3 separate regions of the Pan troglodytes genome follow, and regions 1 and 3 are each linked to region 2. Evidence: chromatin contacts called from public Hi-C data. All regions are on one chromosome and are shown on one strand. The core of a region is the stretch at or near the end of the contact, and the rest is flanking DNA. Distances in the headings are between cores, read along the strand shown.

Region 1 (4,598 bases), core at 2,051-4,550, 130 kb before region 2:
TTTATGGAAGACTGGGAGAACTAAAAGCTCCCTAATGAGTTTAAAGTTTAGCATTATAGGAAAAGCAAAAAAAAAAAAAAAAAAAAAAAATCTGAAAAATCATTGTTAACCAGAAAAAGGGTGTGTTAGGATTATTTTAATTGAAAAACAGTCCAACTGGCATGAGCATTAGAGGGTGTTTATTGGCTTTTCTATCCAGAAAGTCGAGTGGGTGGAGTACACCTGGGTCCCGGAGCTGAAAAGATGCCATCGGGTCTCTTCTTCTTCTCCCTCCCTCTCAGGCTGGCTCTCCCTCTGTGTTGGTGTCATTCTTGTGTGGGCTTTTTCCACATGGTGGCCACTGGCAGCTCCAGGTTAGTCTCTTCAATGGGTGGTGGGGAGGGGAATTTATCTTTCCCAGTAGTGTCAATGTGGGTTTCAGGATCGAATCTCATTCCCTGTTCCTGAACCAGTCATGGTGGTGGGGATGGAATGGAAGATCCTAACTGGCCAGCCTGGGATACAAGTTCACACCTGGAGGGGGAGAAAGTGGGTATAGTTAGCCCACTCAAACCACACAGACTGAGAGTAAGAAAGGGATATTTCTCCAAAAGAACACCATGGTGGTGTTGTTACCAGAAGAGAGAGTAGATGCTAGGTGTAATCACATGTCTGCCCACTACAGAGAGGAAGTCCAGAGCTCATTTGGCCAGGATAGTATGTTCACAGAAGTAAATGACTGTTCTCTGCTAAAGACTAATGAGAGAAAATAGGAATAAACAACAGTAAGGGCCCGGCACGGTGGCTCATGCCTTTAATCCCAGCACTTTGGGAGGCCAAGGCAGGTGGATCACCTGAGGTCAGGAGTTTGAGACCAGCCTGACCAACATGGAGAAACCCTGTCTACTAAAAATATAAAATTAGCCGGGCATGGTGGCACATGTCTGTAATCCCAGCTACTCAGGAGGCTGAGGCAGGAGAATCACTTGAACCCGGGAGATGGAGATTGCAGTGAGCTGAGATCACGCCATTGTACTCCAGCCTGGGCAACAAGAGAAAAACTTCGTCTCAAAAAAAAAAAAAAAAAAAAAAAAGACTATGTTAAACAACAGTAAGAGGGACTTTAGTAATAGGTTTCAGAAAAGCTAGAAATAGATCAAAGTTTTATAAAGCAAATCCCATTTTTCCACTGTTTTCCATTGCAAAGTCATGACTACATTCCTAAAAGGAAACACCCACCAGATTTTCTGAGTTGAGAACTTCTGATTTTAGAAAGTAGCTATGGGCCGGGCGCAGTGGCTCACGCCTGTAATCCCAGCACTTTGGGAGGCCGAGGAGGGTGGATCACCTCAGGAGTTCGAGATCAGCCTGGCCAACACGGTGAAACCCCGTCTCTACCAAAAATACAAAAATTAGCCAGGCATAGTGGCAGGCACCTGTAATCCCAGCTACTTGGGAGGCCGAGGCAGGAGAATTGCTTGAACCGGGAGGTGGAAGTTGCAGTGAGCCGAGATCAAGCCATTGCACTCCAGTTGGGTGACAGAGCGAGACTCCATCTCAAAAAAAAAAAAAAAAAAAGAAAGTTATGATAGCTGCAAATCTGTAATATATACCAGGCCTTGTAATATATCAGTGATATAACACCTGCCAGAATTGCAGTTGTGGAGGTCTTTTAGAAGTTGGAGGCTATTTCTGTTTTTCTTTTTTTGAGACCTCACTCTGTCACCCAGCTGGAGTGCAATGCTGCAATCATAGCTTACTGCGGCCTAGAACTTGTGGGCTCAAGCAATCCTCCTGCCTCGGCCTCCAAGTAGCTAGGACTACAGGCACACATCACCACACCTGGCTAATTTTTTTAAAATTATTTTTATAGAGATGGGGTCTCCCTATGTTGCCCAGACTGGTCTCAAACTCCTGGCCTCAAGTGATCCTCCCACCTCAGCCTCCCAAAGTGCTGGGATTACAGGTGTGAGCCACTGCACCTAGCCCCCTCTTCTTTCTCTTAGCAAACAATTCATTTACCCTTAGGCCTCAGACATTTTTTTCTTTTTTTCTTTTTTTTGAGACAGAGTTTCACTATTGTTGCCTAGGCTGGAGTGCAATGGTGTGATCTCGGCTCACTGCAGCCTCTTCCTCTGGGGTTCAAGCGATTCTCCTGCCTCAGCCTCCTGAGTAACTGGGATTACAGGTGCCCGATACCACGCCCAGCTAACTTTTTGTATTTTTAGTAGAGACGGGGTTTCACCATGTTGGCCAGACTGATCTTGAACTCCTGACCTCAAGTGATCCACCCACCTCGGCCTCCCAAAATATTGGGATTACACGCGTGAGCCACCGCGCCCAGCCGATGCAGACATTTTTTTCTATGCTACAATATTCCATAACTCCGTGTTGAACCTCCAAGGACTTCTTCATCATTTTATATAATAGAGTGAACTACAACTACAGTGTCACATTTTGGCAACAGTGTTGTGCCACAGCCTGAATCTCTCTTAAGAGCAGAGCTTCTGCTTGCATAAGATTAGAGCCCATCTTAGGACTGAAGTCCTAAGATGGACTCTGGATTGGAGGTGTGGTTTAGGACCACATGCAGAGGTGCAGGCTTAGGACCACATGCAGAGATTTCCCAGGCTTTTTGGAAGCAAGAAAAGATGGGGGTGGGGAGGGCAGAAAGGAGGATGGGCAGACAGGTGCAGCCCTCAGCAGGTGCTCCGCCTTCACAGCTCAGCAGATGCGGCGGATAAGGCCAGTGAAGAGTGTGGATGTGATTTAGAAGAGAATGGAATCACAACCTATAACATAAAAAAATGCACGTAGACTTTGCGTGCAAGGCTGTCAGTTTAAACACGAGAATGGTAAACTTAGATGAAAAATAAGTATAGATTTCTCAAGCATTTATATTACTTCTTCCCCATCCTCTCTTTCTTAATTCCTGAAATTTATATCAGGACTGTATATTTGAATCCTGGTTACTCATCCATCCATTCATCCATTCATTCATTTAGCAGGTAGTTACTGAGCACCTGACACGTGCTAGGACTCTTCTAGGCATTGGGGATACAGCAGGGAACAAAAGAAAATCCTTGACTTTATTATAGAGTTCACATTCCAAGGAGGAGAGCAGACAATAAGGAAATACACAACCTGTCAGGTGATATTAAGTGCTAAGACAAATGAAGCAGGGTGAGAGGAGTAAAGAGTGGCAGGGGAAGGAGGGTGCCGTTTTATATGTGACAAATGTGATCTGTGAGCAGAGACATGATAGGGTTTGGGAGCAAGCTGTGAGGCCACCAGGAGGAGCAGCAGCGGATGCAGAGGGGAAGTGAGGCCGACTCCTCCGGGCCAGGATCACTTGGCCTACTGGAGAATAGCAAGGAGGCCAGGAAGCAAGGGAGAGTGTTAAAAGATGAGATCAGAGAGAGAACAAAGGAAGGCGGGGGATGGGGACTGCTCATATTCAGGGAAGAAGGGAAACCACTGAGGGGTCTGGGCAGAAGCATGAAGGGGCCAGACTTACGATTCAAACCAAATAGCTCCATCTGCAATGGATGAAAAAGGTAGAAGCAGGGAGACCAATGAGGGGATTATTGGAGAAACCCAAAGCAGAGTTGATGGGCCAGGGTGCTTGGGGTAGAAGTGGGTTCTCATCCTGGAACCCCTATTTCTACTTATTTCTTCTTTACTTTTTTTCTTTTTCGTCACTGTTCTTTATAGTGTGTAATCTTTTTCCTGTTCTCTGCTAAAGACTAATGAGAGAAAATAGGAATAAACAACAGTATAGACATGAATGGTAGAATTTGTAGTTATATAGTTTTGAGGCCAACCAGGGGTTTTGTTCTGGATCTGTCTGGTCATCTCTCACCTCCCTGCCACCCCTAAAAAGGTTGCTGAGTATGGGGCTGGGCTCAGATTATGATAACACTGTTCCAGGCTACACATTTAGAAGGCGCTGCTGTGGATGGGAGAGAGGATCAGCAAGTCCTACGAAGGGGGGACTCAGGGTCAGGGTCTTCCCTATTTCTGTTGATTAGGAAACTCAGCCATGAGCTTAGATCTAATATTGATCATGTCCAGGATGCTCTGAAAATGTTTCCTTGTGGAAATTGCTCCCATCACTGGCAGTTCCACAGAGGGAAATTATACAGGAATGGAGAACTGCAGCAAAGGCAGGAGGCATTGCCTGGATCATAGAACGTCGGTGCTGGGAGTGACCTTAGAGATCGTATCAGGCTGGGACTAGGCGAACTGCAGCAAAGGCAGGAGGCATTGCCTGGATCATAGAACGTTAGTGCTGGGAGTGACCTTAGAGATCCTATCAGGCTGGGACTAGACAAACGCAGGAGTCTCAACTACCAGGCCCATCTTCGTTCCACTCACTATGCTGACTCTCCAAACAATAGGCAGCCCTTGCTGGGAGAGCTTTAGAGATGGTTTTCAGCATCTCTGTGTTCATCCCATCACAGGGTGACTGGTTTATTTGCCTTTTGATCCTAAACAGTAATGAATCCTTTCTTTTTGTTTTCAACCCCAGGGGTTGCCCTGCTGTCAGACGTCTATCCTGAGAAAATCTTGCCGGACTTGTTGGCTCAATATGACAGCAGCAAAGACAAGCACACACC
Region 2 (4,326 bases), core at 1,573-4,072:
GATGGTCCTGGCCCAGCCCCAGGGAGACAAACTTGCACCCAGAGAAGTCATGTTGCTGCTGAGTGAGGACAGAAGGGATCCTTCCAAACTGGCTTCTCCATTCCTTGGGCTTCTAAACAGGTCACTTACAAGCAGCCAGTTGGCTGGATATGACTCAGACACATTATGTCTGGCCTGCGGAGTGTGCATGTGTGTGTGTGTGTGTGTGTGTGTGTTTCCTTCAACATTTGAATTACCAATGCTTAAAAAAATTAGGAGATTTCACATACAAAATCTGGATTTCTGGCTTCTCTTGACAACAGAGCACCTGGCCACATGAGGCCCTCCCTGCACAGGGAGATGAGCCTCTAAACGGAGCGTTTGCTCTCCACCAGGCTGATGCACTCATTTTTGCCCTTGCCAAGCCCCTGCTTATTTTCTCTGATGTTGCAGATTGCAAATCTGGGAAGGAGGAAGGATCAGAGATATCCTCATCTGCAGCAACTCCAGGGGTCTGTGATGCCTCTGGGTGTGCAGGAGGTAGCCCAGGGCTCCGGGGTTCATAATGCAAAAGAGACAAGACATTTTTCTTTCTTTCTTTCTTTTGAGATGGAGTTGCCCTCTTGTTGCCTAGGCTGGAGGGCAGTGGCACGATCTCGGCTCACTGCAACCTCTGCTTCCTGGGTTCAAGTGATTCTCCTGCCTCAGCCTCCTGGGTAGCTGGGATTACAGGCGCCTGCCACCACACCCGGATAATTTTTTGTATTTTTAGTAGAGACGGGGTTTCACCATGTTGGCCAGGCTGGTCTCAAACTCCCGACCTCAGGTGATCCACCCGCCTCAGCCTCCCAAAGTGCTGGGATTACAGGTGTGAGCCACCACACCCGGCCAGGCAGTTTTCTTTTATTCAAACACTGATCCTTGAACTTGCTGTCACTGAGTGCTCTAGAGGGATGGCCATGTAGAACCCGTGGCATGGGCAAAGGATGCTGCTGTCTGGTTAACTAACACTTGCTGAGCGCTTACCCTCAGCCAAACTCTTCAAACTTCCTATCAGTCCGCCTAGCAATCCCATCTCTGGGATGAAGACACTGGGGCTTACTGGCAGACTCTAGAGCCCTCCCCTCCACCAACCTAAGGCTTCTCCATCTTTGTGTAAGTAGGAATGGCTCTGGTAGGGCCCCTCAGGCCATCTGAAGTTCAAAACACATTGGCAGCTGGGCTGGATAGCATGCCTATAGGACTAGCTCCTAGGGAGGCTGAGGCGGAAGGGCTTGCTGGAGTCCAGGAATTTGTTTTTGAGACAGGGTCTTGTTCTGTTACCCAGGCTGGAGTGTAGTGGTTCGATCATAGCTCACTGTTGCCTTGACCTCCTGGGCTCAAGCAATTCTCCTGCCCCAGCCTCCCTAGTAGCTGGGACTACAGGCGCACTCCACCATGCCTGGCTAATGTTTTTTTTTTTTTTTTCTTTTCTTTTTCTTTTTTTTTTTTATTTTTATTTTTTGAGATGGAGTCTCACTCTGTCGCCCAGGCTGGAGTACAGTGGCACAATCTTGGCCCACTGCAACCTCCGTCTCCTGGGTTTAAGCGATTCTTCCGCCTCAACCTTCCCAGTGGCTGGGACTACAGGCACGTGCCACCATGCCTGGCTAATTTTTGTATTTTTTAGTAGAGATAGGGTTTCACCATATTAGCCAGGCTGGTCTCTAACTTCTGACCTCGTGATCTGCCCACCTCGGCCTCCCAGAGCGTTGGGATTACAGGCGTGAGCCTCCACCCGGCCCTGGCTAATTTTTTAATTTTAATTTTTGTAGAGACGGGGGAAGTCTCGCTTTGTTGCCCAGGCTGGTCTTGAACTCCTGGCCTCAAGCGATCCTCCATCTTCAGCCTCCCAAAGTGCTGGGACTACAGGTGTGAGCCACTGTGCCTGGCCAATAATGTAAGATGGGATTGTGTGGAGTAGGTGTGCCTGGGGTCTTTGCTTGCCTGCGGGGACTGAGGTGTGAGGTCTGTGGCCCAAACTGAGCAATGGTGGGCAGGCAAGTCCCTGAGCCCCTAAAACTTCCGAGAGGAGAAGTTTTATAGACTGCAGCTCAGGTGCCTATAAATTTGTTGCAGCTTGGGAAGAAGTGATAGAAATTATATCAGGTGTATTTGGAAAACAGGTAAACTCTGTTTTTTGTGTTTTTTTTGTTTGTTTGTTTTGTTTTTTTTTGGAGACGGAGTCTCGCTCTGCTGCCCAAGCTGGAGTGCAGTGGTGCGATTTCAGCTCACTGCAACCTCCACCTGCGGGGTTCAAGCGATTCTCCTGCCTCAGCCTCCCGAGTAGCTGGGATTACGGGCATGGTGCCCGTAACGCCGAAAGTGCTGAGATTACAGGCTTGAGCCACGGCGCCCGGCCACTCATTTTTTAAAAACTAGTTATTAATTATAATTTCTCTTCAAGTTTTCCTGAGATGTAAAAACTCATCGCCTTCAGCTGGTTCTAAACTTCTTGTCTCTGCTAACAACTCTCCCCCCTCCTCGATCTCACCCCACCCCAGCGCACCCCAACTCACTTCATCTCACTTTACTCGAGTCTAGCACTATCTTTTAGGGACCTGAAAACTACTGTCGATAAGGTCAGTTGGGAATTTAGGAGATCATGGATGTCGGAAATAAAGGTGTGAAAAAGAAGAGGAGGAATTGTTTTGGCTTTAAGACACCGGAACCTCCAAGGTTCCTACAAAACCGTTTGCAGCTTTTGCAAACCGCCTTAAAGTCATCAGCGCCCCACTGCGGAATTCAAAGCTAAGCTGTCACAATTGTTAACACCTTCTTTGACCAGCCTTTTTACATTTGACAATTCTCTTCAGCGCCTCTTTCTTGCCAGCAGGAAGGTTTTGCTGCCTTGGCTTTCGGGAGCCCCCTAGACAGCGAACTGCCCCTTCGCGTGCAGAAGTCGGGGAAGAGTGCTCTCAGCTCGCCTTCCTTGCAGGGTGAGTAGGTTTTGCGGGTTAGAGAGCGGGGCGTGGGGGCGGGGAGGGAGAGTAACAATTTTGGAAGTCCCTGCGTGGTATCTGGAAAGTTAACGACGCTTCAGGTTCTAGGTTGAGCCCAGTGACCGTCTCGCCTTGGCAGCTGGTCCCAGGGCGATTGCAGAGCCGCGTGGCCTTCGGCCCCAATCGGGGGACCCAGCTTCGGAGAGGGCGCAGGGGCTGCGAGTCTTGCGAGCCGGAGCCGCGTCCACCCGGGACTAGGCGTCCCCGCCGAGCGCTGGCTTGTGGCGCTCCCTGGGACCGCGCGGGGTCGGGGGTGCGCCCTCGGGGGCCCTCCCACTCTGGTCAACTTTCCCGGCCCCAGGGCCGGGGGAGGCGCCTCTCCTGGCGGGCACGCGCCGGGTACTTAAGGGCGGCTCGGCAGGGCAGGCGGCAGTCGGAGCGCGCGGCGGCGCGGAGCGGAGCGGGAGGAGGGGCATGGAGCCGCCGCGGGCCTGCTGAGCTCCGGAGCGCGGCAGCCGGCGGCACGGTGAGCGCGGGCCGGCCGGCACCCAGGAGGGGCGGGCCGCGCGGGGCTGCGCCGAGGCCGGGGAGCGCCGGGCGGCAGGGGTGCCTCTCGCCGAGCCCCCCGCACCCGGCCAGCTCCCAGCCCTGCGGGCGCCGCGTCCGGCGCGGGGAGGCGGGTTGGGGGCGGCGGCAGCCCCGGGCTTCCCGGCGGCCGTTCCTGCAGCCCCCTCCCCACTGACCCCTCCTCCCTTTCTTCCTGCATCCTCTCCTCTTTCAGCCTCGCCTCCCTCCTCCCCGGCGGCTCCTGTTTTGTGAATGAATTAGGAGGCGGACGCCGGTGCGGGGCTCCAGGCTGGCTGGGGTACCCCTCCCCCGCACCTTCTACGACCTCCCGGGGGTTTGCACCTGTCCGGGCACCAAGGTACCAGGCGCCCACGTTCCTGCGGGTTAGCCGGGCCGCGGCAGCACGTGTCCGGGGGAGTGGGCTCCCCTCCCCTGGCCGGCCTGGAGGGGCCCGGAGGGCGGCCGGGCACAAGAGGAGGAGCCCCGCTGGGCGCACAAGTTTCCATGCCGCCGCGTGTGGCCCTGCCGCGGGGCGCACCTGTCAGCGGGAGAGACGCTGCACACCAGCAGCCCCTCAAAGTTTCGGAGGCTTGATGGAGAAGCGTGCGTCCTTGACTGGGGGTTCTCCTTCCGTAGTCCTGGGAGCCGGACTTGAGAGCGCCCCCAACCTTGTGCCCTTGAAAGCCGAGTGCGCGTTAGTTTGCCTGGGCTGGGCTCCCGTGGATGAGCGAAGGGCATGAGGAGGCGGCGGTCCAGGCTGTAGGATCACCCCACAGCCTCTGCCGGCTTGGGGTGACAC
Region 3 (4,275 bases), core at 914-3,413, 200 kb before region 2:
GATATTGCTTAAGACGCTGAGCCCTGCTAGGTGTTTGGTGTGTGATTCCCGTTGCTCTGGCCAGGCAGTCATGGGATTATTCTTCACCATTTCCTTTTTTCTAGGTGTACGTGGTTGGGAATGAACCTTTAACAGTTTTGATGGATTCCCTGCTTCCAGTCCTGGGAGTGCTTTTTCTTCTCTACTGTTTTACTAAGCAGAGTGTGTCTCACATAAGGTAAACAATCAAGGGACCCTTATTTGTTTATAAATTGTGACGTCTTTTTTGCATGTTGTTTTTGTTCTTATTTTGAATTTATATTTGCCACTTTGAAATTATCATTTCCTTTAAAAGTCAGGAAAACACTGAGATCTTCCTATTTTGCTCATCTAGAAGAGAACAAGAATTTTGCAGATCACAGGGCATTGGATACAGTTTTTAGAATGACTTTCCTCAGCCTCTGTCCTAAATCTCAAAGACAAAATCTCTGTTTACATGTGTAAACATGCCACTTTTCGATCAGTGAGAAATACTGCAATTACATGTCTAGGAAGAAGGAAATAGGGGATGGATCATAATGACCTTGTGGGGAGTTAGAAAACACATTTGGGAAATCTAGATCTGAATGTGGCACTTTGTAATTTAGCCTGGGATTTGGTGTTGGTGATGCAGTGTGCTGTTTAGATAGAAGGGATTTGTTAGTCATCCAGAAAATACTCCTTTGTCGTAGAATTTAAGTAGGATTCATTTTGTATCAGCTCTATTTTCACAGTAATTTATGTTGTTTCTTCCTCCAGGTAAGAGTTATCTTATCTCAAGTCCTATAGAATTATGATTTTTGGTGTTTGGAGATCCTCACATGTAATCCAATATGCAATAATAGTACCTTCTTCACAGAGTTATTGTGAAGACTAAATATGCATTAATGTGTTTAGTACAGTCCCCGGCAAATAGTAAGCTCAATAAATGGTAGCTATCATTATCACCATTGCTAAGTGGTGAAGGAAAACACCATCTTTTGTACTATTCAAAGCTTACATAGTTCCCCTGGCTCTTCAGCTTGAGTCAGCACATCCTTGTATCCCACAGCTGCAATGGCAACGACAAGAGAGAATGCATTGGAAGAGGGAGGCTGTACATCTGTGAACTTGGTTTCAAGGGACAGTCCACAAAATAACTCTTGTTTTTGTTTTTTTTTGAGACGGAGTCTCTCTCTGTTGCCCAGACTGGGGTGCAGTGGTGCGAGCTCGGCTCACTGCAACCTCCGCCTCCTGAGTTCAGGCGATTCTCCTGCCTCAGCCTCCTGGGTAGCTGGGCTTATAGGCACCTTCCACCATGCCCGGCTAATTTTTGTAGTTTTAGTAGAGACAGTGTTTCACCGTGTGGCCAGGCTGGTCTCGAACTCCTGACCTCAGGTGATCCACCCCCCCCCCCCCCTCAGCCTCACAAAATGCTGGAATTATAGGCGTGAGCCACCGCACCTGGCCTCTTGTTTTTGTTTTAAAACTCAAGTCCTCACAGCACTGTCATGTCCTCATCAGAGACTGACAAGGAACATGTGAATGATGATTTAGTTCCTCTTCTAGTTGATTGGCACAGATGAAAGGGGTTGAGGAATCAGCAATATTTTGTTGGTATGCTGTTTCTTGGTCTCCAGCTGTTGGTCTTGCTGAGCGTAGATGATTTTTATCCGTGTATACTTTCTTTGACAGTGCCTGATGCAAAGGCAGTAGTACACTTGGAATTACCAAAAAAAAAAAAAAAAAAAAAAATCACGTGGGGCTCATGTGGCAAATCAGGGTTGCTGCCAGAACCAAGGATTAGTCAGTCACTCATTGAATTTCAGGATATTTGCATTCTGAAATTCACAAGAAGCATACTTTCCACTCCTGCATTTCAGTAGTACTAGGAGATTGTGCCAGCATTTAAAATGCAGTGGAACCTGACAGCCTTTCTTTCTTTTTTTATGTTAGCTTGTTAGATGCATGGAGTAAGATGACAAGCTCATTCATAACTGCTTTTTCTGCCAGGTCACTTTGCCAAGAAATCTTATTATGGATTCTGGGGAAGCTGGAAAGGAAGAAGGCAATTGCCAGCCTGAAAGGATTTGCAGGGTTGGACAAAGCTGTGCCCTCTCTCCATTCTCTGTGTCAGTTTAGAGCTGCCACTCAAGGTGGCATTATGATTACCATCAAAGAGGCCATTAGGTGAGTCCACCCATCCGTTACTGTTCTCTTCAGATTTAGTTCCGCCCAAAAGGCCATTCAGTGATTCAACCACTAAGGGGCGCTGATAGAAAAGAAACCAGAAACTCAAGTGGCTCAGGTGCCTGCTATTTATATTCTCTAAATGAAACGTGAGCCTTAAATAATCCTCCAGGTTTTTTCCTAAGATGCCTGCTAATAGTTGGTGCAATTTACTGGAGCCTCACAGCTCTGCATCACAACAAGCCCACTTACTCCACCATCTTTGCCAGTTAATCAGAGTAAAGGGCAGACACATGTTCACCCTTAACACCATAATAATCCAATTATCTTTCTGACTCTCAAAATGGTATATGTGTGTGTTTATAGTCAGACTTATTCCTGAGGGAAATTGTCCAATAGCTATCTTTTATGGTAATTTTATGATGGAAATTTGTTTCTCATAGGGATTGATTAGAAAGTGCTTAATAAATATTAGTGGAATGGATCATTTATTTCTCCAACATCTCACAATTGCATATTTTAAATTATTTCCACTTTCTGGATGATCTAATGTTATTACCTCAGAACGTAAATTCCTGTTGGTCATAGTCCATGTAATGTTCATGGGTGGCTGCTATCCTGTTTGGATTTCACATCACATTCAAAGTGCTGCTGTTTGTTGAAGTGTTGAAATATAATTATATATTCATGGTTAATTTGGTAAAGTTTTAAAACACCCCTTCAGTTTGATGGACTTGAGGAAAATAGAAAAACACATAGATTGCAAACAGAATTATCAGTACAAATGCAAGCTGCTATTCTGCCCAGCAACAGTTATTAAGAAGATGTTTTTGGCCAGGCACGGTGGCTCACACCTGTAATCCCAGCACTTTAGGAGGCTGAGGCGGGTGGATCACCTGAGGTTAGGAGTTTGAGACCAGCCTGGCCAACATGGTGAAACCCCATCTCTATTAAAAATACAAAAATTAGCCAGGCATGGTAGTGCATGCCTGTAGGCCTAGCTACTTGTGAGGCTGAGGCAAAAGAATTGCTTGAATCAGGAGGTGGAAGTTACAGTGAGCTGGGATCGTACCACTGCACTCCAGCCTGGGCAACAGGGCGAGACCATCTCAAAAAAAAAAAAAAAAAAAGAAGGACCAGGCGTGGTGGCTCACACCTGTAATCCCAGCATTTTGGGAGGCCGAGGTGGGTAGATCACTTGAGGTCAGGAGTTCAAGACCAGCCTGGCCAACATGGTGAAACCCATCTCTACTAAAAATACAAAAATTAGCCGGTTGTGGTGGCTGGCGCCTGTAGTCACAGCTACTCAGGAGGCTGAGGCAGGACTGTCACTCGAACCCAGGAGATGAAGGTTGCAGTAAGCCAAGATTGTGCCACTGCACTCCAGCCTAGGTGACAGAGTGAGACTCTTGTCTCAAAAAAAAAAAAAGAAGTTTATTTAAAGAAACTCTATAAGAGCAGCTTGGATTTTATGATCTTTAGATCCAGAGTTTTTACTTTTCTGGAATTAAATATAATTGTTTGGAATTTACTCTTTATCGTTGAATTTTAAAGCGTGACTAAAGTAGTGCTTCTTAAGATAATTGTCATGTGTTTTTGTTTTGTTTTGTTTTGTTTTTTGGTGCTGAGTGTTGCTCTGTCGCTCAGACTGGAGTGCAATGGCATGATCTTGGCTCACTGCAACCTCTGCCTCCTGGGTTCAAGCAATTCTCTTGTCTCAGCCTGCCAAGTAGCTGGGACTACAGGCGCGCGCCACCATGCCAGGCTAACGTCGTGTTGTTTTAGGAGTATTTGAATACAGTACTTCATTTTCACAATCAAAATGGCTCACAGAAGCTTAGAAGTGACGTTTATCCATTTTGGCTTTTCCTTTAACATAGAATGTTGTGGAGAAAACATGACTGATTTGAAGGACTCTGGAAGATTCTGGGATAATACAGGAAATATCCTAAGCTAAATATGTAGGTTATTCATTCTATTAGAGAAATATGAAGTCCGTGTTCTTAGTGAACTGGCACATTGAGACATACTGCCTGATGAGATGGGCTGCCAAATTAATAATTGTACTTTTCAATGAGATGAAGAAAC

Evidence for each region. Hi-C and Micro-C count contacts between places; a contact is called where the count stands out from the background.
Region 1: a contact with region 2 is called in a Hi-C map of stem cell-derived neural progenitor cells, with 2.8 times the contacts expected there. The contact joins the enhancer-like site here to the promoter of HAS3 in region 2. A contact is called at or near these places in 2 of 7 Hi-C or Micro-C datasets (induced pluripotent stem cells and stem cell-derived neural progenitor cells) and 1 of 1 datasets of contacts at active chromatin or transcription factors (stem cell-derived excitatory neurons).
Region 3: a contact with region 2 is called in a Hi-C map of stem cell-derived neural progenitor cells, with 4 times the contacts expected there. The contact joins the enhancer-like site here to the promoter of HAS3 in region 2. A contact is called at or near these places in 2 of 7 Hi-C or Micro-C datasets (induced pluripotent stem cells and stem cell-derived neural progenitor cells) and 1 of 1 datasets of contacts at active chromatin or transcription factors (stem cell-derived excitatory neurons).

What each region holds. Positions count from the first base shown.
Region 1 is chr18:67,010,056-67,014,653 of NHGRI_mPanTro3-v2.0_pri, forward strand. TANGO6 (transport and golgi organization 6 homolog) reads left to right here. Exons shown (of 18, transcript XM_511059.9): 15 at 4,511-4,598. Among named protein-coding and RNA genes, the nearest start is that of TANGO6, 130 kb to the left of the region's middle. Within about 2 kb of position 3,301, at least 4 of the 24 cell types and tissues checked have an H3K27ac peak or open chromatin away from gene starts, as enhancers often do. A contact at or near this core is called in induced pluripotent stem cells and stem cell-derived neural progenitor cells, where this site is marked.
Region 2 is chr18:67,144,403-67,148,728 of NHGRI_mPanTro3-v2.0_pri, forward strand. It overlaps HAS3 (hyaluronan synthase 3), which reads left to right and starts at 2,823. Exons shown (of 4, transcript XM_001168498.7): 1 at 2,823-2,957.
Region 3 is chr18:66,940,553-66,944,827 of NHGRI_mPanTro3-v2.0_pri, forward strand. It overlaps TANGO6 (transport and golgi organization 6 homolog), which reads left to right. Exons shown (of 18, transcript XM_511059.9): 8 at 105-217; 9 at 2,011-2,187. Among named protein-coding and RNA genes, the nearest start is that of TANGO6, 59 kb to the left of the region's middle. Within about 2 kb of position 2,164, at least 5 of the 24 cell types and tissues checked have an H3K27ac peak or open chromatin away from gene starts, as enhancers often do. A contact at or near this core is called in stem cell-derived neural progenitor cells, where this site is marked.